Regions from separate parts of the Oryctolagus cuniculus genome. Here region 1 is linked to region 2. The links are chromatin contacts, called in public Micro-C maps. All regions are on one chromosome and are shown on one strand. Each heading gives the region's core, a stretch centred on a gene start, on an enhancer-like site or on the middle of the called end of the contact. The rest is flanking DNA. Distances are from core to core; before and after follow the strand shown.

What was found. A called contact is a pair of places that touch in the nucleus more often than the background predicts.
Region 1: a Micro-C map of ear pinna shows a contact between it and region 2, with 3 times the contacts expected there. The contact joins the promoter of CDON here to the enhancer-like site in region 2. A contact is called at or near these places in 2 of 6 Hi-C or Micro-C datasets (ear pinna and an unstated tissue).

What each region holds. Positions count from the first base shown.
Region 1 is chr1:119,452,488-119,455,650 of mOryCun1.1, reverse strand. CDON (cell adhesion associated, oncogene regulated) reads left to right here and starts at 1,733. Exons shown (of 22, transcript XR_011378521.1): 1 at 1,733-1,972.
Region 2 is chr1:119,316,422-119,319,312 of mOryCun1.1, reverse strand. It overlaps DDX25 (DEAD-box helicase 25), which reads right to left. Exons shown (of 12, transcript XM_002708616.5): 12 at 1-2,891. Among named protein-coding and RNA genes, the nearest start is that of VSIG10L2, 14 kb to the left of the region's middle. Within about 2 kb of position 1,607, at least 1 of the 8 cell types and tissues checked has an H3K27ac peak or open chromatin away from gene starts, as enhancers often do. A contact at or near this core is called in ear pinna, where this site is marked.

The DNA of each region.
Region 1 (3,163 bases), core at 484-2,983, 140 kb before region 2:
TCTATGCCTAGCAGTGGAATGGACTAGGTGCTCAAGAAATATTTACTAGAGTAAATGTTGACAAAATGAAGAATGAGAGAGAGAGAGAGAGAGAGAGACAGAGGTCTTTCATTCTACTGGTTCACTCCCCAAATGACTGCAACAGCTGGAGCTGAGCTGATCCAAAGCCAGGAGCCAGGAGCTTCTTCCAGGTCTCCCATGTGGGTGAAGGGGCCCAAGCACTTGGGCCATCTTCTACTGCTTTCCCAGGCCATAGCAGAGAGCTGGATTGGAAGAGGAGCAGCCAGGACTCAGACCAGCACCTATATGGGAAGTCAGTGCGCTGCAGGATCAGGCTTTATCCCCCTGCGCCACATTGCCAGCCCTGAAATCCACATTTTCATTCCATTCATACAAAATTCCCATTTCAGTTAAAACTCCTGTATTTTTAAGAGGTCTTATTTGCTGAAAGAAAAATTATTTATTATACCTTAATAACACATAGGTTCATGGTCCAAATAAGTACAAAACAAAACAAAACACCGATTTACTTTCTAGGGGCTTTCACAAAGACCCTGACCTATCTAAAGGAGAAAGTTAAACTGTAGGAACAATATCACACTTCCAAAGCATTGCTCTTTAAAATCGAAGCAAGAAGGCAGGAGTGAGCAGCTGGGATATTTCTCAAGTTCAGAACTGTGTTTTTGAGCTTCAAGTATTATTAGAGTTTCTATTGCAGTTAAACAAATTGTAATTATCACAGTGGTAAAATAATGAACTAGTAATAATAATAATAATTATTATTATTATACAGAAGTTACGATCCTCAAATCCCCTCTGAGTGGCAGGTGTTTTTCACCAAGCGTCATATACATTCTCCACGGCAACCGTATAATAGAAATTATTTTTTCCTTTTTCTACTTGGACAACTGAAGTTCAGAGAAATCCAGTGACCTCGGGGCAGGTCCAACAGACTCCTTGGGAAGATTGTGGGCCAAAGGCCACGCTGATTTCATCAGGGCACACTGACCCTCTCCCGGTCTCTGAGAGTTTGCTGCCTGCTCCCTTGCATGTGGGTTCAGGACTTAGACGAATCCGTTTAAGAAAGCAAACGTGGAATGGGTGAAAAGGTTTAGGAACGACGAGCCTGAGCCACAGGTCTGACAGACACCAGGTAAGAGCGCAGAGCAGGGACGCACAAGTTAGCTGCGCCAAGGATCCGGGGGCGGGGCAGAGGGCGATAGGGCGGGGCCTGGGCGGGGCCTCGGGGCAACCTGCGGACCATTTGTGTACCAGCCAGAAATGCCGCCTGTCGCGGGGAAGCAAAGGTGAGGGGGGGGATTAGCGAGTGCACGCGTTATGTGAATCCCCGTACCCTGCTCAAGCAACTCGTCTTCAACTGACCGGCACCAAAGGCCAGCCCCTTCTTTGCTCCCCTGGGCGGACTGCTGGTGGAGTAGGCGGGTGGGTAGAGGGGAACTGGTGCTGCGCGGCACGCCCACCCCCACCAGACTGATTGGTACGGCCCATCCCCCGCCGCTGATCTGGCAGGCTGCGCGCGCACCCTCCGGCGGGGCGCGGGCCGGCGGGGAGCGGCGGCCTCCACGGCCCGCCTCCGCCTCTGCCCCTACCTCTGCCCGGTTCCCTCCTCCCGCTGCTCGCGTGCTCCTCGCCGGCCCCGCGCCCGCGCGCCTTGGCGGGGAGGAGCGCGGCTCGGGGGCGCGCCCCGGCGACTCCGCCCCTAGCTCCCCTCCCCTGAGCCCGGGCGCCCGGCTCGCGCGGCTCGGCGTGTGGAGATTGGGGACCCGGCGCCCGCCCCAGCGCCCCCGCCCCGGCGTGTGAGGCGCCGCGCCCTCCTGCTGCCCTGCCCGGTGCATGGAGGGGCCCGGTCGGATCGTAGCCGCCGCCAGCGCGCTGGGGGATGACCTGGGGGTGGCTTTCGGAGCCGGCTGCCGCGCAGGAGGTCTGGGGGCTTAGTCTGCCCCGCGGAGAGGTGCGGGGGAGTGGGTCCCGCAGCAGGGTCGGAGGGAGGGGTGGTCGGGGGAGATGGGGCTTGGGGGCTCCGCGGCGCGGGCAGGCCGGCGAGCCCCGCCGCGCGTGGGGGTCCCTGGCTGCGTGCTGGAGACTGGGAGCCACCTCGCGGGAGGCGGCGGGGTGAGGTGTCAGGGGCGCGGTGCAGCCTCAGAGAGGGATCCGCTGGGGCAGGTGAGCCGCGGCGTGGCGCGGGGCGCCGGCGCGTTTTCCCAAGGGAGCGGGGCTCCTCGGCGCTCCCAACCTCCATCCCGCAGAGCGCCCGCGGGAGACAGTGATTTATGTGTGGGGAGAAGCAAGGGAAATTTCCTGCACAATGTATCTTTCTCTGCCCTCACAGACTCTGAGACTTCCCAGCCCCAGGGAGTGTATTTTTCCTTCTCCTCTGTAAAGCTTTCTGTGGATGGCTTTATCATTTGCTAAATACATTACGGCGCGCTATTTATTGCAGTCTGCAAGCTGCAGACCTTTGTTGCATTCTCTGTGCATCTAAGAATTTCAGTAATAAATCACCGAGGAGGGTAGACTCCCGTGCCCTTCCCTTCATTGTTCCCCGGCTCACCACCACATCAGGTGGAATGCTTGCCTTTCCTGCTGGCCACCGCAGAGGGTGGCAGGTGCTTTGAGGGCAGGCTGCTTTCCCGTTGGGATCTGGAGTTTAGGGAACCTCGGGACCAGAAAGCCAGCCTTTGTGTCTCAAATCAGACACCTTGGCAAACAGGGGGTCGGACTAAGAGGTAAAATGAGACTTTGTTCTCAGGCCAGTGCCAGTCAGGATGAAAAGGCAGAGAATTCTGGTTCCTGGCTTCCCTGATCCCATCTGACATTTGGCGTAGCTGATGACCAGTGTCCGCGAGCAGGTGGGACCCGGCTGGAGAGGGAGGCGCGTTTGTTCTTAGTAATCATTCTAGACATCTGATTACATTTTATAGCCTTTTTCTTGGGAGTCTCAGTTTTAGCTGAAAGTGAGGGTCGTTCAACTATTAGGATAAGATGAAAGGAAAACCTTCCAAAAATTTCTGGAAATTTAAAATTGGCGCTTAACTAAAAAAAGCATTCATAGGCACCCGGAGAGGCACCAAATGCTGTAGTTTCTGTTATGCACATGTTGAAATAAACTGCCACATACCTCAAGTTACATGAGAAGGATGGA
Region 2 (2,891 bases), core at 358-2,857:
GCCCCTCTTCCAGGCCAGCCCTCTGCTGTGGCCAGGGAGTACAGTGGAGGATGGCTGGAGTACTTGGGCCCTGCACCCCATGGGAGACCAGGAGAAGTACCTGGCTCCTGCCATTGGATCAGCGTGGTGCGCCGGCCGTGGCGGCCATTGGAGGGTGAACCAATGGCAAAGGAAGACCTTTCTCTCTGCCTCTCTCTCACTGTCCACTCTGCCTGTCAAAAAAAAAAAAAAAAAAAAAATGCTATCACACACCGCCACCTCTGGGCTTCCTCACGTATAGAATGCTATCAGGTTTCCATTGCGTTTTCCCAGCACCTGTGAGGATCAGCTCCTCTTGCTCCTGCAGGAAGTGCCTCTTCACTGTCCAGGGGATGTGTTCTGTCACCTTAAACACTACAAAACGGTGAGGGGTTTACAGTCCCAAGTACTCCCCCTTAAGACAGAAAACATCACCCTTTGGCTGAGGCCTGGGGACTCTGGGAGAGGTAACCAGGCCTCGTGCAGGGTGAGTGGAGGGTCACTCATTGATTTATTGGATGAGCAGGTGCAGATTCTGGGCCCCATTTCTTGTACCTCCTGCTGCCTGGCTGTCCTCTGTGTTAGCTGCTGTTTTTCTAATCACGCTGCCTTAGATTAGTAATCAAACTGCTGTACCTTGTGGGAGGCGTGGACCAGGGCCTGGCCCAGAAAACCCATACAGGTTTCATGTTCCTTTTTTGGGGAACAATAGGCCATGTCATAGGTCCTACACTCAGAATGGTAATGGAGCAGCAGCAAAAGACAAAAGGGACCGGACAAGAAAGATATTCTCGGGTTGGTCAGCGTGGGGAGCTCCCCTGAAGAGCCCCCCGCTCTGGTCTCACTTCTGTGCAAAGGCCGGCAACTAGGACAAAGTGGAAAGAGAGCAGCCTTTTAAGGGAACCTCTGAATCCACGCTCCGGCTGAGCCCTCCAGACCCACGGGGCATTGCCCTCACACCACTCATTCTACAGGCCAAAGAGAGCCCCCTGCCCTGCGGTTCCAATGACCTCAGACACACATAAAAATGGCTGAGCTCAGCATGAGTGACTGAGACATGAGCATGGCCTCAGGGCCGCCAGGGGCTGCAGCTGGGTACGGTGCCGCACTGGTCCACTTGGACAGGATAAAGTGAACTCATGTATTCAGTTGTTTTAAGTGAGCTAACACTGGGCAGTGCCAGAACGCCAAGACATCAATCTTCCCTGGAACTCTGAGTCACTGCCAAACACCTTGGATCCAACTTTTCCCCTGCCTCTTCAAGACGGGTTTTCCTCCCTCTCTACCAATGAGGAGGGGAAAAGTACTAAAATTCTAGGAGAGAGGGGGGTGGGGTGTTAGCTGATTCTGGGAATGACAAACTTGTCAGCGCTTTGGCCTCATAAAAATTCTTCCAGTAAGAAAGGCAAAGTTTTACATCAGAGGTTTTTCTTCCTGTGCTCAGTGGGCGCAGCAGGCGTCGCTGATCACTGGGTCTGGCTGCGGGTTAACCCTGGCTGGGGAATTAGGGATTTTCTTCTAGATCTGAAGGCTGCATTTGTACCAGGGGTGGGACAGCTTGTCACATGTCACCTTCTGGGGGCCACAGTCACGGCCTCAAAGGCTTCGAAGCTGGAGTGCCTGCGGCAAGCTGTCTGAAAACACTCTGAACCTCTCCAGGCAGAGAAACCTTACCCAGGAGTAAGGGAAGAGGCAATGAGGCTGGAGGAGGAACTGCTTCTCCCTTCCTCCACTAGGAAATTTCTTTGCAAGCACATTATAGCAAAAAACACGTGCAAGAGGGCTGCTCACAATCGTACTGCCTCTCTAACGCGTTAAATGGTGTTCTGTGTCCAGGTTTGTCTCTGTGCATACCTTTAATGCATAAGTGTGACCAAGCTTACGTCACCCCTCACCTCCCCCTCTTTTTTTTCTCAGCTAAGAATTCTCCCCTAGCCCTGTGTTCTGAAACTTTGCTCCTCCCAGTGTGGTGTGGACACTGGCAGCAGACCCACCCCAGACCCAGGGAACCAGAAATCTGGCGGTGATCAGGATTCCCAGGAGATCGGTATTTCCATTAAAACGCTCTCAAATGCATGGGCCTTGAGAGAACTTGCCTTCAGTTGCAGGACATCTGTGGGGTGTCAGGCACCAAACTGGGTACTGGGCCCAACATGGAGCGAAATCCACTAGAAATGGTCCTCTTGGCTTCAATCCACCTCGGCCTCTCAGTGGCTGAAGCTCACAGTGACAGTGCCACAGGGTCAGAGATGAAAGGGATTTTAGAGCTGGAAGGCACCCAGCGGGGTGAAGTCATGGCAGGTGAAATGGCTTTGCCCATGGCCACAGAGTGGGTGCTAGAACCCAGGCCTCCTGCTCCTTGCCATACACACTGCTCTGCCTCTCCCCTGCGTTCACTCTGCAGGCTGCATTTGTGTCTCTGGTTCGTGGGGATTCCTCAGCCTACTGTTGAGGTTCCCTCCACCCAGGCACCCCACTGGAACTCTTCATCTTCAACCCTTCCTGCCAATCCCCCTGGCGACCTTAGCTTCTTGGCCCAGTCCTCTTTACCATGACCTTTTAGAGATTAGGAAAGACCTAGCATGGTATTAAATGCTATAAAGAAATCAATTCTCCACAAAGTAGTGTATGGAATGAACAAGTTATTGTCAAGTGGATGCAGTCAAATAAAACTCAAGAACATTTTGTTTTGGAAATTGATAAAGTGGATCTAAAATTAGTCTTGAAGAATAAACTCGCGATTATATTTTATAACGAAAATAAGATAGAATTAAAACAGCCACAGGGGCTGGCGCTGTGATGCAGTGGGTTAACGCCCTGGCCTGAAGTGCCGGCATCCCATATGGACGGCGGTTCAAGACCCAGCTGCTCTA